Linked DNA regions of Mus musculus: region 1 is linked to region 2. Evidence: chromatin contacts called from public HiChIP or PLAC-seq data. All regions are on one chromosome and are shown on one strand. The core of a region is the stretch at or near the end of the contact, and the rest is flanking DNA. Distances in the headings are between cores, read along the strand shown.

The links. HiChIP or PLAC-seq counts read pairs in DNA pulled down with a chosen protein or histone mark.
Region 1: a PDX1 HiChIP or PLAC-seq map of a beta-TC-6 cell line shows a contact between it and region 2, with 11 times the contacts expected there. The contact joins two enhancer-like sites. A contact is called at or near these places in 1 of 15 datasets of contacts at CTCF or cohesin (embryonic stem cells), 16 of 484 Hi-C or Micro-C datasets (cerebellum, embryonic stem cells, granulocytes and 1 more) and 1 of 115 datasets of contacts at active chromatin or transcription factors (a beta-TC-6 cell line).

The regions. Positions count from the first base shown.
Region 1 is chr11:55,973,111-55,977,468 of GRCm38.p6, forward strand. The region is part of intron 1 of LOC115485826 (a long non-coding RNA gene); the gene reads left to right. Among named protein-coding and RNA genes, the nearest start is that of Nmur2, 66 kb to the right of the region's middle. Within about 2 kb of position 1,656, at least 19 of the 459 cell types and tissues checked have an H3K27ac peak or open chromatin away from gene starts, as enhancers often do.
Region 2 is chr11:55,858,049-55,862,472 of GRCm38.p6, forward strand. The region is part of intron 1 of LOC105244170 (a long non-coding RNA gene); the gene reads left to right. Among named protein-coding and RNA genes, the nearest start is that of Nmur2, 180 kb to the right of the region's middle. Within about 2 kb of position 1,358, at least 1 of the 459 cell types and tissues checked has an H3K27ac peak or open chromatin away from gene starts, as enhancers often do.

The sequences.
Region 1 (4,358 bases), core at 406-2,905, 120 kb after region 2:
TGGGTGGCATGACTTTATAGCTCTTAACTGTACAGACTCCCTCACCTCCATCAACTTGAAATGTACCTCATTGTACCTACTCTGTCCTGAGAAGGGGCAAGTTGAGAAAGGATTTATTTTGCCTTTTGATTTATGAGGATACAGACCAGTGTGGAAGGGAAGACATGGCCAAATTCATGGCAGCAGGATCTTGCAGCTGAGATACTTAACATCTTGATGGCCAGAAAAAGGAAAATACAGACTGGAAATGGGGCTGAGTTGTACATCCTCCTACCCCACTCCCCCATAACCCACTTCTTCCTCCACTGAGACTCTGCCCTCTAAGGACTCCACAGTCTTTCCTAACAGTGCCACCAGCTGGGCACTGGGTGTTCAAGCCTGTGAGGGTACATTTTACATCCAAATCTTAGCACCTCATAAATCCTTGGTGACCAAGCCATAAAAGCTTATCTCCTGTTCCCACAAAAACCTTCAGCTGTTTGAAGACGGCCATTGCCAGCTTTCCTAGTGCTCTCCTAAGTCATATTTGTCCTGTTTCTTTTCTGAGTGTTACCCCCTTAGGCAAGGTGCTCAGAAGATGGTGGTATGTCCCATAGCTTGCTCTGAGTCATTTCAGCGATGCTGTGACAAACCCTATTCCCTTTAGAGCATGTTCTGCAATGGCAACAACTGGGTAGAGATTTTGGAGGTGAGACATCCATTCCAATCCCAGCATACCCTTTTGCTAGCTGTGTGATCTTCAGCAAGTCCTGGAGTGTCCTGCCTCAGTATCTTCATCTCTAAGATACAGAGCCTGGATCCATCCTGCCCAGGATCCTCCTCCAAGACTGGTAGGAGACTCATTTGCTATAATGGATGGGAGTGTGTTAGCAGATGGGCGAGAGCTCTATCAATGTCAGTTATTTTTAGCTGACGCATCCTGGTGTTGACACAACCTGGGTGAGCATTTGTACAGAGATGAGCTGAATTCAGCCCTAAAGAAAGCAAAGGAAAGGGACTGTGGAGGCATCTAGCCAACACGAGGAGATCCTGCATGGATGTGGTGTGCAGGGATATTGGGAAAAGATGGACCTGAATGTTCAGCCCAGGTCTGGGGAAAGTTGCCCTGGTCCACAAGGTCAGTGGGAACCAGGAGCATGGCATCTGATCTGGTGACCCCAGATGCTGGACTCTCCTATTTCTTCCAATGAAATGGTAGTGCAGCCATTTCCCACCTCTCCTCCTCCTATCCCACAAGGCTAATTATTATAAAAATTCTCTGTCATTGCTTTGCAACGGTCCACAGCCTAACTAATTTAAAAATGCAAATGAATGCTAAATTACAGTTAGGTTTAGAGTTGGTTCCCTGCCCACGTACCTAGAGATGGTAGGCGTTATTTCTGTGGTTGGAAATCAATCTTCGGTGCCCCGGGGTGACTTGATAACGGCCAGTGGCACCACTGCTGATGTCACGAGGTGCTGGGCTGATGGAGTTCTGCAGCATGGGGGACTATCAATCTTAACCTGTCTCTGCCTCTGCAGCGGCATACTGCAGCGGCTCTGGGATTTTTCCGGAAGGGGCCCTCCCTCTGCCATCTGTCAGCCCAGGGATGAGCTTGGTTCTAGTGGTTGGGCAGCTCTGCCTTCAGAACACCCCTCCTCACTGTGAGCTTGGAGGCTGAAAGCTGTTTGGTGATTATGCTGAGGATGAGGCACAGGGATTGCTGTCAGTAAATGGAGTGATTAGCATAGTCCAGAGTGCATTGTGATAGGTCAGGGGCTTACCCTGGAAAATGGGCTCATTAGAACTGCAGTCCACAAATGCATTACAAAAACCAGACAGACAGACAGACAACCCCTAGCCTCTTGGTTGGTTTTTTTTGTTTGTTTGTTTTTGTTTTTGTTTGTTTGTTTGTTTAATCATACTGGGGTTTGGAAAAAGCTGTGGCCCAGGGTAAAACAATAGGCTATTGGGTCAGAAAAAAGTCAAAGGAAACTTCTGGGCTAGTAGTGATTTTAACCTTTTCTGTGCAGTAGAGTCACCTGGGAAGCACTGAATGTTTGGCTCAAACTAGAAGCCTCACCCTCCATGACGTTTTTCCAATGACTGACGTTAGACCAGACTACAGTGCTGTTTGAAATCTCCAATAGATTCCAGGATGCAGCAAAGTTAGGATCATTGCTCCAGTCAGCCTCTGGACGTCCTGGTGGGAACAGTGTGGCCACAGAGAGGCTATCTCTAAAAGTAGTGAGAGCATAGGAGAGTCAGGGGCTCAGACAGGATAAGAACCAAGACTATTTCACCACTAATGGAGGTTCCTTTTCTGTGTTGAACCATTGGTAACCCCATTCCTCTGAGCTTTGCTTGATCCTGTGACAAAGTGACTCTGGGTGGTCTGGTTTCTTACAGGGCAGCGTCTTACTCTTCTCTTACTCTAGCTAGTGATCCTGAATTTGAGTCCCTGCTGCAGATTCTCCTGCCCCATGTTTCCGAGGTGTACCTTGGCCACCGAGAGAAGAGTGGCTTGGAAGCAGACTGCTCTTTTTAGCACTAGCTCTAAATACAGTTATACAGGGACCAAGAACAATAAACGAAACTTCTTCAGCTCCTGTTCCTTCCTCCTGATCCAGTGTGTGGAACCAAATCAAAATGCCTGGCTGAGAATGGAACTGGCTTTCAAACCACAGTCCAGTGCTGGGCAGGAGGACATTGGCAAACACTTGACTTACTAATTGAACAATGTAAACATAAATACTCCACTGCCTTTCCCCTTGCCCCTCTAGCCCCAACATGATTTACTCATTAGTCCTTAATATTTGCTTGTGTGAGAATTTCTGTATAACAGTCTATACCTATTTCTAATCATAGACAATGGGGCAGTAACAACTAGCTTACAGAACAAAATGTCTTATACTGTTCCTACAAATTTAGAATTTGAAAAAAATAGAACTTAAAAAAACTTATCATACATGTCTGTGTTTATTTATGTGCACAGAAAAAATAGAACTTAAAAAACATATCATACATGTGTGTGCTTATTTATGTGCATGCACATGTCACACCACAGTGTGCCTGGGTAGGCCAGAAGGTGACTTGTAGGAGTCAGTTCTTGCCTTCTTCCTTGTTGGTTCTGGGTATCAAAATCAGCTCATCAAGCCTTGTGGAAATCACTGCTACCTTCTAATTCTTCTTGCTGACCCAGAACTTCATTTAGATGAGTATCAATATATATGTATGATGTGTGTCACACAGATGCTATTTGTTTATTTGCAGTGCTGGGTATTGAACATAGGGCCTTGTGTATGGCAAGCAAGTACCTTATCACTGAGTTGAATCAGCCTCATTACATATCTATCTATCTATCTATCTATCTATCTATCTATCTATCTGTCTATCTACCATTTATCTATCTGTGTGTGGTATAAGAAGAACATAAGGGGTGAGATCAACACCAGCCAGTGGTTATGTTACTCTTGGGATTTATCTATACATGAGCTACAATTCCGAGAATATTTTCCATTTGAAAGATATGGTGACATCATTCAACCTCATACCTTAAGTGAGGCACCTATCTACATCTTCTTAGCTGTAATTCAGCAACAAATTGCCTACTTGATAGGGTTTGAACAACATGAGCTTCTGATTCCTGGCTTAGGTAAATGGCAGTGGCTAGGATGAAGGCACAGTCCAGAGAGTCAATGACAGATGTTTATGGACATGTGCTAGGTGGTGCCCTGGATCTGAGGGTTACCCTTTTCTTGAAATAGACACACAGGCATATCCCTGTTATTTTAGCATGTGTGGTGTAGAGGAGACAGTCAGTACTTAGACCAGCAGCAAGTGGCTAAATGATCGTGGATAGAGAAGGTTGGATAGATAGAATGTTGAGTAGAGGAAACTGATTTGGAGGAGAGGCACATCAGCTACACAGAGATGAGGACAGTGCCACGTGGGTGTAGGAACAAGAGCCACTGTGTAAGGAGGAAGAGGGATAGGGCTCCTGATGGAGGAGCAGATTTCCTGGAGGAGCAGAGATGGAGTTCCAGCAGTAGCAGGTAGACCTGGTAGAATAGAAGAGTTGGAACAGGGTCTTCAGCTATTCAGGCTCACTGGACCAGATGTGTATGATGGTAGGGTAAAGTCGGGTTCTGAGGAGAGTCAAAGGAGGCAGTTTACAGCATGAAACTTTGAATTAAATATATGATCTAGATCAGGACTTAGTTGGGGCTCTAGTATGGATCAGAATCTGGCCAAAGTAAACATGGGGCCATTTATTTCTTTTAAAATAATACTTATTCTTTGAAAATTTCACACATGTATAGAGTGTATTTTCGTCAAGTCCAACCACCTCTTCCAACTTCCCCTAGGTTCCCCCTCC
Region 2 (4,424 bases), core at 108-2,607:
AAGCTGTGAATGGGAATTCTAAGAATCTAGTAGTTTCTTAGTCCCATGAGGCTAGTTGATTCAGCTGGCCTTCTATTTAACCTGGAATCCTGAAGAAGTAGGCTCCAACAGATGTGCTGGCAAGTAAGTGCAAGCAGATGAGGAAGAGTGAATCTTCCTTCTGTAGGCCTCCAACAGAAGGTATGGCCCAGATTAAAGGTGTATACCACCATGCCTGGATAGAACTTGCTCTTTCTTAGGCTGGTCTTGAACTCAGAGATCTGCTTGCCTCAGTCTCCTGGGATTAAAAGCATGTACTACCTTGCCTGGGCCTAAGTTTTTATTGCCACTATGCCTCAAGATCTGGATCACAGGTGTGCCCTCCAGTTCTGGATTGTAGTTCATTCCAGATGTAGTCAAGTTGACAACCAGGAATAGACATCACAGGAGGTTTCTGCCATGTGGGTGAATTTAAGGTAAAATTAGCATTAGAGATGGAGATGAGGATGGATGCTCAAGATGTTCATAAAGGCTCTCAGTTTACTCCTTGGCTATGTAGTTGAACTTATATCTTATGGAGAAACAAGTGCAGGCTGCAGACCACACCTGGGAAAAGGCAATTACAAGTCACCCTCACCTTTCTAAAAAGACAATGGGAGGAGTTTTACTCTTTGTGTATGTGTGTCCACACTCATGTGGGTATGTGTGCACAGAATAGACACTGAGAGAGCTCTATTGTTGATCGTCTTAATTTTTTAAGACTCGGTCCCTTACTGAACCTGGCATCCACTGATTAACCAGACTGGCTGACCAATAAACTCGCAGAATCGTTTTGTCTCTCTCTTCCTGACACTGGGGTTACAGGCGTGTACCACTTTGACAGGATTTGGATTGGGGTTTTCTGAATCTGAGTGCAGAACCTCACACCTGCACAACAGACACATCATATCTGAACCGTCTCCTCAAGTTCTGTGCAGGGGTGCATTTTGAGGAAACATCTACTCTGCAGTCTAGTGAGGGTTCTGATCACTCTGGACTGGTTTATTCATCTGAGTAAATTTACCCTCTGCTCCACCTAAGCCCAGACTTACCCAAGAGAAACCACAATGGCCACTCATCACAAGGGACACTAGATAGAGCCACAGTTTCACAAGCTCAGCTTCAGGTTTCTACACTCCAGTACCGTTGTTCATTCTCCAACCTTCGATCCAAGTTCATTAAAATCCCTGAAACTACCCTTGTCTCCCAGAAGGAGGGGTAGTAACGGAAATTGCATTGAAGCCCTAAATCCCCAATGCCCAAGCTTAATCGAATGGACATATTTCATTAAACAAACACCGCTGCCATCTGCCGTGCTCCAATTAGGAATGCATGAGGAACATATTTCTCAATTACGTTGGAGATTTCTAGACCCAAAGGCCCTGGCAAGCAGCCTCTCCTCAGGCACTACTGGGAATGGGGGTGGGGGGGGGAGACCAGCCTCCAGCTCACTGTGGCTCGTGTTCTTTCTGCCTTCTCTCTGGTTCCCTCTACTAAGCTCTTACCACACTCTCTTGAGTTAAGGCAAAACCCAAACAATTGCCTTGCATTCCAATCTAAAATCATTGCTATAATGAATTTACCTGGTTATGGCAGCTGATCTGGGCTATTTTATCTAGACTCTAGAGCCGTTTTATTAAGTGGACTCTCTGGTCTATAGATACAGAGCCTGTGGCTGATAGATCCTTGGTGACTTACCAAGGTTCTGCCACTTATGAGAGGTTGAGCTGAAGTTGGAACCCAAGCTGTCTGATGTCAGAACTCAAGTTCTTACCCACTGTGCTTCTGGTTCACATGGGAAGACAATACATAGAGGGTGTGAGGAGGGTGAGCCTCTTCCAGAATGCTCTTGGTCTGAGGATTTCTGGGTTTGAGGCCAGCCTGGTCAACAAAATGAGTTCCAGGACAGCCAGGGCTATACAGAGAAACCCTGTCTCAAAAAACCAAAAAAAAAAAAAAAAAAAAAGAATAATTCCATCAGTGTAAGCAGAGACAAAAGAGTTGAGGATAGCTGGTAAGTATAGGAGGTGGAACCTGGTTTCCTGAGTCTGAACCCCATTATATGGATGTAGTCCCCATGCTGGTGAGGTGTCCTGGAACTACAGAGAAAGATGCCACATCCGGTTACCTATTTGTCTCCATTCCCAAACAGCTTGATTACTAACCCTTCAACCTCTGTCTACCATGCATTTCTGGATCCTCTTTTTCTTTGCCCTGAGTCTCTCATTATTCTGGTAAACTTTTTGGCCCATGCTATTGTCCTTAAAGTCCTTAACTCCCTGATCTCACAGCCTTGTCTTCACTGTTGGAGGTAACGTTGCCATCTGTTTTACAGGGTGAAATAGAGACGCTCTTCCAGGCATTTCTTATCAGCCTCTGTCTCCAGCTAATTCCCTGCCATCTCAGTGAAATCATCAAATTAGCCATGGAGGCTTATTCAGCATGTTTTATAAATCGGTCACAACCAAAATCATACAGCCATCAGCTCAGCTTGCTCCTGTTCTATGCCAACACCCACACCCACACAAGATTCTCCACCGATGCATGACAAGACACACAAAATGATACAAGGGTGAAAGTGTGCAGCCACTCACCCTAGACCTTCACACCCTTGATGGTAGTCACTGTAGAGTGAGAAGAAAGAAAAGAACAAACATTGGGTGAAGAAGGTGAGCCAGGGTCACTCTGAGGACTGAACTGAAGGTGAGAGAGCCCACTCTACACCACAGCTCATCCTGCCCTGTGATTTTCTGCCCTCGAAATAAGCTCACTCTGCCTTGAAGTCTCATAGCTTTAGACAGGACTCCTCTTCTTTGAGGGTTGGTATATTCTTTGAATGACAGATATCAACTGCATGAGCAGTGTGGGGTTTGGGATTTCTTCTTCTGGAAGCCTCTATGTCCCCCAGCTTGTCTCTTAAGGTCTTTTGTTGTTGTGTGACTCAATGGATCCCAGTAGGGTTACATATAAGGACATGAGTGAGGTGTTGTTTACAGAAACACGGGCAGCAGGCCAGTAGTCACACTGCCCCATCCTTGCATGACCTTGCAAGATGGATCTGACTTGGTCAGCTAGCAATTGAAGAAATGACAGAAAAACAGACATAGAAAAGCAGAAATTGGGTGGGCAGGGCTCTCTGATAGGCAAGCCTGAAACTTCCCATCCCTGGAAGTGCAGAGTATTTAATATATAGCTGAACAAGGAGGCAGGTCTAGCTAATCTTGGCAGGAGCACTCTCTGTAGGGGAGCAGTCTGAGGGCTGCAAACATCCCTTGAGAGAAAGCTACAGTGAATACTTTCTGCACACGGCCCACATATTCCCACTCTGACCAGGAGGGAAGGCTTTGACATTTTCCCATGGGCTTGAAGCTTTGGCCTTTGACACGGCTGTGCCCACATCAACAACACACATCCACCTGGGACTGCCTCTGTTCCCCATACTAGACTAATGAAGGCAAATTGACCTCTTTACCTCCAGCCATTAACCACTTGAAGATTAGCAGGTTGTATGGGATCTCATGAAAGGGTAATAGGGTTTGAATGCGATCAAGACACATAACATCAAAGTATGAACATTCCATAATGAAATACACTTTAGTGTCTAGTCAATATATGTTGATAAAGGACTTTGATAAAGATACCCCTTGTATTATCTATGTGATCTAGTTATTATTTTAATACTCCCCAGCCTTGCTTGACATAATCTGTAGCTTGAATGTAGAGAGGATGGGGCTGAAAAGCTGTGGTTCTGACGTTGGTGGGAAGTGAACCCGACTATCCCAGAGTACAAACTTGGGAAATACTCTCTTTACCTACCAGTAAAGTAGAAAATAACAGGACGGCTTGCCATTTTGAGTACATAGGTTTAAATGATGTCATCTAGCATCAAGCATCCTAAACAAGGTGAGATTTGCCTGGATGTGTGTAAACATATGTGTGCATGTATATGTGCAAATACAGGTATATGGGGGTAGCTCAGGGGCTGATTTTGGGTATCTTCCTTAAGCTCTTTCTACCTTATTTTTTGAGTCAGGGTGTCTCACTGAACTTGGGGTTCATTAACAAGATTAGAATGGCTGGCCAGTTAGCAACAATGATTTCCCCTCATTTCTGCCTCCACAGCTCTGGGATTGAAACTACACCCTGCTATGGTGGACATTTTATGTGGATGCTAGAGATCAAACTCAGGTCTTCATGGTTGCATGGAAGGCAGTTTAGCTCCTGAGTCACCTCCTGAGGTCCTGGGCTTCTTAAAGCAAGGAACATGCATCATATTAGTTCTGGAGGCTGCACACTACAAGGCATTGTCAGGGCCAGGCTGTCTGATGGCTCCAGAGCAGGGATTCTCAACCTTCCTAATGCTGCAACCCTTTAATACATTTCTTCATGCTGTGAGGTCATGCAAC